Regions from separate parts of the Mus musculus genome. Here region 1 is linked to region 2. The links are chromatin contacts, called in public HiChIP or PLAC-seq maps. All regions are on one chromosome and are shown on one strand. Each heading gives the region's core, a stretch centred on a gene start, on an enhancer-like site or on the middle of the called end of the contact. The rest is flanking DNA. Distances are from core to core; before and after follow the strand shown. Region 1 has its middle 36 kb from the start of Tcl1. Region 2 holds the start of Tcl1 (T cell lymphoma breakpoint 1).

The links. HiChIP or PLAC-seq counts read pairs in DNA pulled down with a chosen protein or histone mark.
Region 1: a contact with region 2 is called in an H3K27ac HiChIP or PLAC-seq map of embryonic stem cells, with 11 read pairs. The contact joins the enhancer-like site here to the promoter of Tcl1 in region 2. A contact is called at or near these places in 1 of 39 promoter capture datasets (pre-B cells), 1 of 15 datasets of contacts at CTCF or cohesin (embryonic stem cells), 4 of 484 Hi-C or Micro-C datasets (embryonic stem cells and stem cell-derived cardiac mesoderm), 9 of 115 datasets of contacts at active chromatin or transcription factors (double positive thymocytes and embryonic stem cells) and 4 of 9 other capture datasets (adipose tissue, embryonic stem cells, liver and 1 more).

Annotation. Positions count from the first base shown.
Region 1 is chr12:105,257,749-105,260,448 of GRCm38.p6, forward strand. No RefSeq gene overlaps it. Among named protein-coding and RNA genes, the nearest start is that of Tcl1, 36 kb to the left of the region's middle. Within about 2 kb of position 1,348, at least 11 of the 459 cell types and tissues checked have an H3K27ac peak or open chromatin away from gene starts, as enhancers often do. A contact at or near this core is called in embryonic stem cells, where this site is marked.
Region 2 is chr12:105,221,346-105,224,045 of GRCm38.p6, forward strand. It overlaps Tcl1 (T cell lymphoma breakpoint 1), which reads right to left and starts at 1,392. Exons shown (of 4, transcript NM_009337.3): 1 at 1,188-1,392. The coding sequence starts at 1,307.

The DNA of each region.
Region 1 (2,700 bases), core at 98-2,597, 36 kb after region 2:
TTCCCCCCTCTGTGCTGGTGGTGTGATTCTAATAACCTTCAGCCACTCTGAAGGACAAAGTCTTTCTCTAGTTGCTGAAAATAGGATTTTGCATCCAAAGGGACCCTAAAAGCCACTTTCCCCTCCTTCAGGTATACCAGGTATTGTGGGACTTCTCCATGGGAGAAAGATATGAGCAAACCTCTCTTTACCCCAGACAGGACACTAATGACAGACTGAAGAAACTGTTCCACCTGTGTCTATCTTAGCAAATAATAAGTTCATAGAGGCTACTTATAGGAGCATGGATAGCTCAGAGGCGGCTGAATCATGACAAAAGCCCCTTCCAGCATAGGCAGTGACTCAGAAAAGCCCTATCTCTAGAGCTTACTGTAGGACTTGAAGGAGCTAAGTGGGAGAGACTTCTCTCACAACAATTGCTACTGTTTATACCACCTTGGGGAGGGCCTTTGTGGATCTTGAAAGTTTCAGGAGCTTCCTGGGTCTTGTAAGTTTTATGTACTTCCTGAATCTAATACAATGTTTCAAGTCAGAGGAAACCGAAAATCAAAGCTACAAAGTAATTAAGAAAACTGAAGCTCAGAAAGATCGAATGCAGCCCTGCTCTCAACTCTACCTGTGTTTTGTGAGGTTGGCAAAGTGCTCTTTAAAGATTCAACAGTGGGTTGGGGAGATAGCAGTGGGAGTAAATTGTCTGTTGTGCAAACATGAAATCCCTGTTTGGATTCCCAACATCCACAAACCTCAGCCAGGTAGGAAAGAATGTCTCTGTAACTCTGGTGCTGGGGGTCGGAGATGATCTATCTCAGGGCTCACTGACCAGCCAGTCTAGCAAAACAGAAACCGTCTCAAAGAATAAAATGGACAATAATTGAGGAAAACGCCCAATTTTTGAACTCTGGCTTAACAAACACATACACACTTACTCAGAGACACACACAGACACAACAACACACATCGCGACTTGCATGGGACAGGTTCAGTGGGTGACTCTCTCGCTTAGTGCCCGATAAAGATTCTGATGAGTCTGCTGTGGAGTTATTTATACCTTTTACTACCTTGGTAGACCTGCACTTCAGTCTTCAAAATGAAGAAGCCATTTTTTCCCAGTCCAAATGGGGGCCTGTCATACTGCTACAGTCGTGCTAGGAGCTACTGGGAAGCTTCAAAGCAGAGAGTTAAGTAGGGCATACAAAAGCCACACACCACTTATTTATCGATCTCTGGATAGAGCGCCCTCTGTTGGTCACGACTGGTATTGCACGGAGCCATCTGTTTATGTTATCACGTGTTTGTCCTACGAAATAGATGTGTGAGCTCTACTGTCCTAAGCACGGTTCCAAAGGTGGGCTAAACGGTGAGTAAGGAAATCACAGCTCCCCACTGACATGTTGACAGATGAGTGGCAAAACAAGTGTTCCAGAAGTGGTGGCTGCCCCGTTAGGTGGAAATCCTGGTCACCAAAGAAGAGTTTGTCTGGAGACCTCTCAGCAGAGCTGGTACTGGGGTTGGGGAGGAGAGAAATGGAGTCTGCCCGTCTCATCTACTATCCTCTGGGTAGCTATTGAAACTAAACATTGCTGTAGCTCCAGGGAATGGAATGAAGCTCTTCGGAGTCTAGTGGGGGAAGGGCAGAGCCCCCCAGAGCACCTATAGCAGCAACAGCAAGGAATGACAGTGACCAGGCATTTTGTTGCTAAGTTTATATCAACCGTATGTTTAGAGGGACACCTGCATGATTCAGATGTAAATGTAGAGCAGTTGAACCTCTGGCCGAGCCACTCCTTCCCTCCCCCTCTCCCCTCCCCTCTTCTCTCTCCCCTCCCCTCCCCTCTCTCCCCTCTCTCCCCTCTCTCCCCTCCCCTCTCTCCCCTCCCCTCCCCTCCCCTCCCCTCCCCTCCCCTCCCCTCCTTCCCTCCCCTTCCCCCCCCTCCCCGCCCCTTCCTCCTCCACATTTCTGTTGTTTCAATTTCCTAGTTTATATGAATAGAGAGGCAATAGAGTCCTTTTGGGTCCTTTTGGCGCGTGCCAAGGAGCGGGATTGTTGGGTCATGTGGCAGATGCACCTTGAGCTTTTTGGGGATACTCCACAGCGATTTCCACGTTGGCAATAGAAGTTTGGGAGGCCATCAGAAGGGGTACGTATTCCTCTTTCCTCACATCCTTGATGTCAGTCATTCTGACAGGGGTGAGGGAGATCTCCAAGTAGTTTCAATGTGCCTTTTCCTGATTGCTAAGGACCTTGAGCAATTTTTGAGATATTTCTTAGCCATTTTTGCTTCTTCTTTTGAGAACTCTATGTTCGGGACTATACTCTTTTTTTTTTTTTAAGCTTTCTCATCTGTTTTCTTTATTGTTTTTTTTTTTCTTAAATCTTTTAAAAAGATTTACTTATTTATTTTATGTATATGAGTGCTCAATCCCATGTACACCTACATTCAAGAAGAGGGCATCAGATCCCATTAGAGATGGTTGTGAGACACCGTGCAGTTGCTGGGAATTGCTCTGAACCTCTGAGCCATCTCTCCAGCCCTTGATTGTGTTTCTAGCCCTTTACATGTTCTGAATATTAATCCTCTATGAGATGTGTAGTTGGCAAAGATCCTCTTCTGGCCTTTGGGTTTCCTTGGTTGATGGCTTCCTCTGCAGACAGAAGCGTTTACATTTTATAAGGTCCCATTTGTCACATGATGGCCTTAG
Region 2 (2,700 bases), core at 142-2,641:
TACCATACTGTACCCTGCAAGCCCTCAGAGCAGACCAGTGTGTGGGCCTTACACTAAGCACTCACACGAGCTCACACGAGTGTGGTTCCCCCCCCACCCCCAAGGCGAGAACAGTCCCTGAGGAGATCAGGTGAATCTGTTAAGTCAGATGGTGGTGCCAGGTGTGTAAGCGCCACCATTCACAGCCCATGAGTCAATAATCGAACCGCTGTTATCAATTACTCTCTTTTCCTTATTAATACAAGTGAACGCTCACATGTTTAAAACCCTGGCTTCCTCAGTCATGGGAAACAAACCCTGCCCTGCCGTTTGCTACCAGGCTCCTGATCAGACAGCGCCTATCACAGCTCTGGGCTATTCTCTGGTTCATGGTTTGGGTGAAAAAGCTTGCCGTTAACCTGATATTTAAAAGAAATATCCACCCATGTTGTCTTCACACATCTGACTTAACGTTAAAAAAAAAAAAAGAAAAGAAAAACCAACTAGATATATGTAAATTTAGCATTGTAAAATGACAACAAGAGTGTAAATTCAAGAGCCCAGAATTGTGGCTCCATCGTTTGCTAGCGGTGCCCCGAGTCCGCGAGGCTCGCAAGCTCCACCCTCTGCTAGCGGCACCCCATGTCTGCATCTGCGTCTGTGAGGCTCACAAGCCCCACCTTGGTTGGAGTGGAGACAGTTCCCAGGTCCTAGCGCTTCACACACAATCTCAGCAGTTTGCTTTTAAAGCGTTCTTTGGCTTTACAAGTGGAACACTTTTCCGGAAGGTGCCTCTAGAAGAGATTTCTTTTGAACACCAACATTAAGGCCCATACCGAGGCTTCCGCACGCAAAACGAGGTTAAATCGTATTACTGACAGTGGATACTACTAGCTACCTTAAAGATATTCCAATTTTGTGGTTTAGGAAAGCCTTGTTTCACCCCGAATGATAGTCACACACACTCACACACACACACACACACCAGGCAACGTGGGAGAGGGGCTTGTCCACTGAGCTCGGGGCGCTCCCACCCTCCTCCAGGCCCACAGGCCCGAGTCAAACGACGTTCATCTGAGGTCTCCCTAGCCCTCCTGTTTCAGGCACAAGGGACCCTCTGTATCCTGGTCTCCTGCTACCAGCATCCCCCAGACCCAGACAGGGCATATCCCTGCTGCCCCACCTGCTAGCCCCATGGCGGTTGGTACCTTGATGACTACGGGCAGCCAGCTTCGACGAAACTCATCCAAGTACACGTGCTTCTCCCAGATCCACAGGCGGTTGGGGTGTGCAGGTGTCTCTGCCCTGTGTGCCCGCTGGGTAGCCATGGCATCCGATAAGAGCAAGAAGCAGAAAATTGCAATGCCAGTCCGTGATAAAACTGCTTCCTACACGGTGAGCATGAGAAACGCGTCTATTTATCACTACCAGGTGTGGGCCTGTGCCCCCTGGAGCGAGGCAGGGCGGAACGGGGCGGGGCAGAGTAGTGTGGGTGGGGCGAACCACAAGGATGGTATGCAGGACAACAACGTGGACTTCTGGAACAGGGGCAAGGTCTAGGCTTGCAGACCTGACCCCATCAAACCTAGGGTTCTTCAAGGCCCCCAGAAGATCTTGTTTTTCTCCAGGTACACCCGGCCACAGGAAAGGTCCTGTCAGGAAACACTGCCCTATGCTTCCCTTATGGTGAGACCCCTAGTCAGCTACTTTGTGTGACTGCTCAAGCCACACCCCGATGGCAGGCCATTCACTGCGAGGTCCATCTACATATCTTCCTCCCGGGTTCTCTCTGTCACCTTCAGTCTGTCCTTTTTGGGTGTCCCAGTTTCCTTTGCAAAGTTCAGTCCCCTCCCTCTTTGGCACATGACTTTTTCCATGGCTCTGACGAGGCGGCTGTGGCCTTGCGAAACCTACTTTTGAAAACATGGGTTTGCTGTCTTTGTGCTCGGACTTAGTGAACGCATCATTCCAGACCCATGCCTAAAAAGAAACCCTCCCAGCCCAAGATCAATGGGTTTGGAAAGTCTCTGAGTTGCTCAATCAAAACTGTCTCATTGTAAACAAATAAGGAAAAACAACCTCTCTTTATTTTACAGTAACTCGTGTCCATTAAGGCAATTAAGAAATTAATGGAAAACATGTAAAACCCAGCTCCAGGCGGGTTGCTTCAAACAGCCCTGCAGCTCGCGGTTCTGGGCCTCACCCGCCCGTTCCCTCTCACCCTCTCACTGAGGACCAGTGGAGGAAGCCGTTGGTGGTCTTTGGGAGGTCAGTGAATGATCAGGTGTGGACATCTGGTCAAATCTGCCAGATGTGCCAAGATGGGCTGAGGCCAGCCAGGTGTGTTCAGATTAATTGGGGGGGGGGGGGGGGGAGAAGAAAACAAAGAAAGCCAGGCGTGGTGGCACATGCCTTTAATCACAGCACTTGGGAGGCAGAGGCAGGCAGATTTCTGAGTTCAAGGCCAGCCTGGTCTACAAAGTGAGTTCCAGGACAGCCAGGCCTACACAGAGAAACCCTGTCTTGAAAAACCAAACCAAACCAAACCAAAAAACACCAAAGAAAAGACTGAAACCCAGCAAGCACAGCTCTGAGGGACCTTGGCCTTCAGTATTCAGACTGGAGGCTTTCAGGCTGATTTCCCTGTAGATAGGCTCTTTGTCGCCAGACCCAGAGAGCTGCAGAGAAATGAAGACTTTTGGAATAAGCTTGGTGTGGAGG